Regions from separate parts of the Mus musculus genome. Here region 1 is linked to region 2. Evidence: chromatin contacts called from public promoter capture Hi-C data. All regions are on one chromosome and are shown on one strand. Each heading gives the region's core, a stretch centred on a gene start, on an enhancer-like site or on the middle of the called end of the contact. The rest is flanking DNA. Distances are from core to core; before and after follow the strand shown.

Region 1 (3,559 bases), core at 509-3,008, 2.7 Mb after region 2:
CCCCTTCCCCTTTTCCCACTGCTGCAAGCAGTCATCCATCCCCTATGGCCCACCTATGTATGGCCAGGGCAGCAGGCTGCTCACCTGTTCTGGAAGGCGATCAGCAGCCGGGGATCCAAGATGTTCTCCTCTGGTTCCCACGTGTTATATCTTGCAAGTGAAAAAGGAACGGGGCGGGGAGGGGGGGCAGAGTGTAAGAAAAAAAAAAGGCCAGGTTGGGAATGACATAAGGCCCTATGTGGCTTCCTGAATCAAAGGCTATGGATGTGGAGGGTAGACAGTAGGTTTCTTAAGGCTTAACATGGCCCTTGATTACCCCCCAAGTTAAAATACACACACAAGGGCAGGAGGAAAGGAGGGGGTGAAGAAAACGAAACTAGCAGTTTATTTTGCAGTCGTCAAGAATTTTAAGCATGTTACTGTGACGTGTTCCAAGGCCACTTTCCTCTCCAGAAACCCTCCGTGCAAAGCAGCCCAAAAGCAAAGTCGCAGTCCCCCTCCCTATCCCCAGCCCAAGTCTCCAGTAGGGCTTCAGCTGGTCTGCATTGGACCCCTAATCCGGTAACTCACAGCTCAGCGCCCCCCTCAAGGCCCAGGAGACCGCTGTCACTGGCAAGCAAACCCCAAATACTCAGCAGTACAAAAATATGCCTCTCTTTCCCTCTCCCTCTCCCTCTCCGAGTGTGTGTGTGTGTGTGTGTGTGTGTGTGTGTGTGCCTGCGCCTGTCTCCATCCGGTGCCTTCGCATTTCAAATTAAAAAAAAAATTCCCCATCGAAAGAGCTGCAGTGACAGTTCCCAACATTTTCTGTCTTTTTTCTTCCCTACCCTGCACCACCAGGAGGGAGGACGCATACAATTGCATTTTCGTCGCTTTTAAAAAAAATTTTTTTTTTTTTTTTTGGTTTTGCAATATGGAGCCGTTCGGTGGAGGGAAAGGGGAAAGGAGCCATTTTCTGCTGCACATCAGTCAGTGCCTGCGCCCTCCCTCCCTCCGCCGGCCTCCCGGGCTCGGCCCCGCGTCTCTCCAGCTCCTCCGGCTCCTTTTAGCGCATAAATTAGTGATGGCATTTCCCGGAGAGCGGAGCACAACACAGGGCGCCCGGCTCGGGCTCGGCTGCTCCGCTTCCCAGTGCCTGCCACCGACTTCCCCACCCCCTCCTCTCTCCACCCCACCTCCACCCCGCCTCCCGTCCGCTCCCCCACCACCCCACCAGCTCCACGGGTCTGCTGGCCAGGGCGCTTGGTGCCGAGGCACCCGGCCCCCGCCGCCACTTACTTGGGGGACCAGCCTCTCCATTTCACCAGATACTCCACTCTGCCCTGTAGGGGGGGAAGAGACAGCACTCCATCAGCTTCCGCGGGATCCCCGGCTCCGGCCCGCAGCCTCCCCACCCCCTCCGCGCCTCTCGCTCGCTGCTCCCGCCGCCGCTCCCGCGCCTCGGCGCCGCCACCCGCGCGCCACCCCTACCTTGCGTATCCGCTTCTTTTCGATGCTCTCCACCGCGAAGACGTGCTCGCCAACAGCTGGCAGCTCCATGGCCGAACCCGAGCGCTCAGGGGCGCAAGCGGCCGGCGCGGCTGCAGACACAGCTAGCTCCCGCCGGCGCCCCGATACGATCCTGCGCGTGGACCTCGCCACGCGCCCGGCCCCCGCCGCCGCCACTCGCCCCTCAACAGCCTGGCCGCCGCCGCCGCCGCCGCTGCCTGCACCCGCCGGCTCTCAGCTCGCGCTCGCTCGCTCGCTCGCTCGCTCAGACAACTGAGCCCGGGCCGCCGCGGCACGAGAACTCATGCAAATCCCGGACGTCAGCGGGCGGGGCCTCGCAGGGCCCAGCTCGGCGTCAGGAGGCGGGACGCGCCTCGGATTGGCGCAGCCCGGCCTACCCGAGGCCCCCGGTCTGGGCAGCAGGGAAGGAGGAGGGCGCGGGAGGAGGCTGGGGAGGAGGAGGGCGCGGGGAGGTGCAGGGGAGGGATCTGAGAGCCGGGAAAGTGAGCTGGGGCCGCGGAATAGAGGTGTCTCTGCCTAGGCGGCCAGGGTGGGCACCTCGACCGGGCCCACTCTGATCCGCAGCCGGACACTTGGGACTCTCCCGTCCCCACCCTCGGCCTCTGTTTCTGCTTGTGCAAGGCCCGGGGATCCCTGCTGGGGGCCACGGAAGCACCCGCTGCACTTTACAGTTGCTCCCAACTACATCTGTCCAGCAGAGCTCTGGAAGCACAGGGGACTTTCCGGCAGGGGGCGGAATGGAGGCGGGGGCAGTTCAGGACCCCACCCTCGGTGCCCACCGCCCCGCCCCGCCAGTCTCTGGGCATTTAGGCCGCGAGGTGGGGAGAGAAAGAGCCAGAAGACTGAGGACTTGGACAAGTGGAGGAGCACGGAGAGGCGAAGACAGGGACAAAGAAACAGCTGGCCACGGGGCATTTAGCACTCAAGAACCTCAGCAGAAAGGGGCTCTGAATCCGATGCCACCCAAGATTCTGAACGGCTTCTAATTTACACTTGGTTCACTCATTCGCGGGGAAGGGGCAGTTTCTAAGCAAGGCCTCTTGCTTAGTCTGAGATGCTGGGAGAAGAGAGAGAGAGAGAGAGAGAGAGCGAGAGAGAGAGAGGGGGAGAGAGAGAGAGAGAGAGAGAGAGAGAGAGAGAGAGAGAGAGAGAATGAATATGGGGGTGAATGAGTCTGGGGGGTCCAAGGGGACTTCGTGGGGCTTCATGGAAGAGCCTCAAAAGTAAGAGTGGGGAGGACCAAGTAGATGTTGAGGCGGAGGGTTGGTGGATGAGTGGACTGCGAGAAGGGGAGGGGAAATGGCCAAGGAGCCACAGTGTCTTCCTGAATTCCCGTCCTCTGGTCTCTGACAGCCAAGCCCTGCTGACGCGGCCTTTGGAGCCCTGGAGTGTGAAGTTTAGCACCTCGGAGCCGGCCAGCCCCGCACGTTCAGGGGTATTCAGCGCCAGCGTCCGGCTGGGGGAGCTGCTGCGCCAGACGCGGCCTTCCGAGGGCGCCACAGTGGGCCTGGGAGATCCGTGGGGTCGCAGTGGGTAGACTTGACAGAGAACATGCCATTCTAAGTGGGAGGGTAAGGGTGTGCCTTGCCTGTGGTGCGTCCGGGGCCCCAGCTCAGGGCTCCTGAAGAACGTGGAGCAGGAAGCTTGCGCAATCCCTTGGCTGAGCGTCCACAGAGACAGAAAAAGCGCAAAAGAGGAGAGTGGGTCGACGGAGGGGGAGGGCAAGGAGACGTCCGAGTCTCTGTCCCTGCTTTTATTGCGTCTCAGGGTGCCTGGTGAGGACTATGTTGTGATGACTTGCGAAGGGCCAGGTGCAGAAGTGAACCCCCAAAAGCCTGCCAGGGCTTGTGTTTTCCCAGGCATCCAGTAAAAGTCTTCAGACGGTTAGTTTGATGTTGCACACACACGCTGACTCCACGCACCTCCACTTTGCAACACTGTGGCTTCCGCTGTTGCTTAGCGGCAGCTCTCTCAGAATTTACTCCTTAGAGTGTTGAGGTGGAAGGGGTCCTCTTCTGGAGACAAGAGAGTACTCAGTGTGCAACGGCTG
Region 2 (3,934 bases), core at 247-2,746:
CTCCAGCCAGCTGTGCATTCATTGGTGTGCAAACATCAGTTGTAACCTTATTCTTAGCTAGATACTTTCTAAAAAACGGGCAAGTTCTCTTAAAGAGAACATTTAGTCCTTTTAGGTAAAATAAAAAGAGTTCAGTGAGTAAAGGCGCTTGCTGCCAAGTTTGTCAACCCCAGTCTGGTTTTACACCCACACCATGGAAAGCGACTCTCACTGCCTCTGCCTTCACTGGCAAAGAAATAGAAGTGAGGTTTGCTTTCTTCTGTTCTGTCCTTCTGTTCTGCACACCCTAACTAGTTAGAACCTTCGCTGTAATTAGTTCTGATGAAAAACAGTATATGTCTTCCTGAAACAGGAGCCTTCACAGTAAATTCCCAATCCGATCCTCCAGATCAGGGTGGAAACAGTTCCTGCCCGCTCCCCATGGTCTAGAATCCTTGGATAAGTGGGGCTCTTATACCATGTGTCATTTTTTCCTACCAGCCAACTTCACCATCTTGTGTACCTTAAATCATCTTTAGGTCACTTTAATACCCAATACAATGTAAGTTTCATGTGAATAGATGTATCAATGTCCTCTTGATCAGGGAATAATGACAAAGAAAATGTCTTCATGCTGAAAACAGGTACTTTTTTTTTTTTTTTTTTTTTTAAAGCATAAGGTTTTTAAACCCCGAGGCTGGATTATGCAAAGCATGCCCTGGCACTGGCTATTCCCCCCCACCCCCGTGTGTGTGTGTGTGTGTGTGTGTGTGTGTGTGTGTGTGTGTGTGTGTGTGTTTGGAGAGTTTCTCTATGTAGCCCTGCTGGCTGTCCTGGAACTAACTCACCATGTAGGCAAGACTGGCCTCGAACTCAGAGCTATCCGAATGCCTCTACCTCCCACTGAGCCCTGAAATTAAAACCATGTGGTCACTACGCCTGGTTCTTTTGTGTTGTTTTGTTTTGTTTTGTTTTGTGGTGTTAAGAAATTGAACCCAGGATCTGTCTGCCATGTTTCAAAAGTTTTCTTTTTCTTTTCTTTTTTTTTTAAGAGAGACTGTTTAGAAGCTATTTAAAAATTTAAATACTCTTGAGAGTCGAGTAGCTGCGAAGGTTCTGTGTGTTTTCTATTTTGATCGTTCTGTTTCTCGAGATGACCACATCTTTCAGAGGAAATGAGTCAAAGCCACTCCGTCTTGCTTTTCCAGCTGAGCATGTTCAGTTTCAATGAAGTAATGAATGAACTTGGCCAGCACCACCCCCACGCCTACAACAGCAAACACTGATGACCTCCACCAATCAGAACGCGGTCAGGGTTTTCGAGTTGAGTTCAAACAGGCCTACGGTAGGCCAATCAGCGCATCACGCCCCGCCTCCCGATGGCGGCCCCAGCCAACCACCAACTCGGAGGAGCCAAAACACGGAGGCTGGCCAATGCCGGGGTGCCCCCGCGGCACCGACTCCGCCAATGGGCGCGGCCAGGCGAGGAGAGAAACAGAGCGGCCGGGCCCGCCGCAGGATTCGAATCGAACGTCCGTGTGGGAGCCGGCGGCTGGCTGGGCTGCGCGTGGGCCAATCAGCGGCGTCGGCTCACGGCCCCCGAACGTTGGGCCTGGCGGCCCCGCCCCGCGCTGTTGTTTGCGGCGTCGGCGCGGCCGCGCGAGCCGAACCACAACATTCGCCGGGCGGCGGCGGAGCTGCGAGCGTGAGCCCGGGGCGGCCGCCCAGCGCCATGTCGGTGAACACGGACGAGCTGCGGCACCAGGTCATGATCAACCAGTTCGTGCTGGCCGCGGGCTGCGCGGCCGATCAGGCGCAGCAGCTGCTGCAAGCGGCGCACTGGCAGTTCGAGGTGTGCACCGGGCCGGGGTCGGGAGCGCGCGTGGGAGCCGGGGGCCGCGTAGGGGGGCCGCGGCGGGGGGGGGGGGGGCCGGGGCGGCCAGGCCTCGCTCACGCCGCTGCGTCCCGTATTTTGTCCGCAGACCGCCCTAAGCACGTTCTTTCAAGAAAGCAACATTCCCAACAGCCACCACCACCCGCAGATGGTAAGTGTTCCCCAGGGCCGCGGAGGGGGCGCTCGGTGCGGCAGGGTCGCTGTCAGCCGCGCCGGTGACAGCCATGTTGCCGGGGAGCGGCGCGCCGCGAATGTAAACAAAGAGCCAAAATGTCTTCCAGGAAAGAGCGCTCCCAGGCCGGCGCTGGCTCGCCCAACTTTGGGACCCGCCTCCAGGCCGCTGGATCGGGGCCTGAGGCCCTGTGCTGGGCGCTGTGCCCTGGGTGTAAGGGCCTTGGTGTTGGGGAGGTGGGGGTAGAAGGAAGGGAAGACGGCTTCCAGCAGGATGTTGCGATTCTGATAGCAGAGGATGGGGAAGGGGCTCGAGGATAACCAGACCTTTGGGGACTTCGGGGTGGTGGGGGACTGAGGGATTTGTGTCTTGATGCAAAACACACACACACACACACACACACACACGACTGAGGTAGGGATTTGTGTCTTGGTGCAACAAACACAGCCGTGTGCACACACACACACACACACACACCACCCACCCACCCAGTGCTGCAGGAAGCAGGGGAGGGATAGATCCACCCTGGCTCCGGAAGTCCAACTCTACCCACAAAGGTAGGCTGGCCCTTCCAAAGCCTCCAGGGAACATAACCTTTATGGAGGATATACAGATTTATATACCTAAGGTGAGGCCAAGAATTTCTTTTAATCTCAGTATGTTAAGAAACAAAACAGTCCAGGAAATAGTTCTTGGAGCCTGGATTTGTCCTCTTCCAACTTGGCTCCAGGCTAGAGCCTTTGCCCTCTGGCCAGTGGGTACCCTGCTTTCCTGAGGCCAGGCACATCCCTTCTCTGCTCTAACTCCTAGTTAGCTATTAGCTCCAAACGTGTAGGAGGGCCTGAGCCCAGGAGAGGGGTGGTAAAACATTATTCCCTAAGAGATCTGCCATTGGACTTTTTTGTTTTTTTTGGTGTCCTTGTCCCCAGGAGACAAGACTACATGTGGATCTTCTGCTGTATCTTGTTCTCAGCACTTTTTTCTTCTGACAAAAACGAGCCGCCCCCCCCCCTCCCCGCGTGGTGGCGCACGCCTTTAATCCCAGCACTCAGGAGGCAGAGGCAGGCAGATTTCTGAGTTCGAGGCCAGCCTGGTCTACAGAGTGAGTTCCAGGACAGACAGGGCTACACAGAGAAACCCTGTCGCGAAAAACAAAAAAAAAAAACAAAAACAAACAAAAAACGAGGGGGGATGCTCAGGAAGGAGAGTCTGCCTCAGTTTAAACTAGCTCTCAACATTTGGAGTAAGATTGGAAAATGAATGATGCTGTGGGCCCCAGCCACTGCGGCCAAGCTCTTAGAAAATTCAGGTGGGATTCATCATGCCCAAGACCCCCTCCTACATCCAGCCATCCAGACCTCCAGCTTCCTAGACCTGGGAGTCTTCTGCTTTCATCCTGCTCAGTGTCTTCCTATGCACAAGACTATTCAGAAAAGCATAGCCATGCTGAAGGGCCTGGAACAAGGAAGCCAGCAAGCCCCAGCTTGAACTGGATTCCCTCCCTTCCCCCACCTTTGTCAATCTGTGTGTGTGTGTGTGTGTGTGTGTGTGTGTGTGTCTGTCTGTGAGTGTCTGTGAGTCTGTGTGTTCTCCTTGGAAGCTTCCCTTGGGAGACTGCTGGTTTTGTAACTCAGACGTTATAATCAGCACACCCAGGAGGGACCTGTGCTGGAGGCCTCGCCTGCACAGTAGGGAACAGCAGCCCTGTTCTGAGAGTCAGTCCAGTTTTTAAGACAAAATAATTAGAAAACTTAAATAAAAACATTGAAGCCAGCACTTGGGAGGTTAAGGCAGCAGGATGGCTGTGAACTCTAGGTCAGCCTGGGCTATCTAGCTGCATACTGTCTCAGATAAATACTTTATATGAAGAAAAGTCAACACAAAGTGGT

The links. Promoter capture Hi-C pulls out the DNA fragments that hold promoters and counts their contacts.
Region 1: a contact with region 2 is called in a promoter capture Hi-C map of liver, with 2.9 times the contacts expected there. The contact joins the promoter of Cbx4 here to the promoter of Ubald2 in region 2. A contact is called at or near these places in 1 of 39 promoter capture datasets (liver) and 1 of 484 Hi-C or Micro-C datasets (B cells).

The regions. Positions count from the first base shown.
Region 1 is chr11:119,084,479-119,088,037 of GRCm38.p6, forward strand. Cbx4 (chromobox 4) reads right to left here and starts at 1,759. Exons shown (of 5, transcript NM_007625.2): 1 at 1,471-1,759; 2 at 1,279-1,322; 3 at 85-150. The coding sequence starts at 1,539.
Region 2 is chr11:116,432,598-116,436,531 of GRCm38.p6, forward strand. Ubald2 (UBA-like domain containing 2) reads left to right here and starts at 1,497. Exons shown (of 3, transcript NM_176902.3): 1 at 1,497-1,831; 2 at 1,962-2,024. The coding sequence starts at 1,712.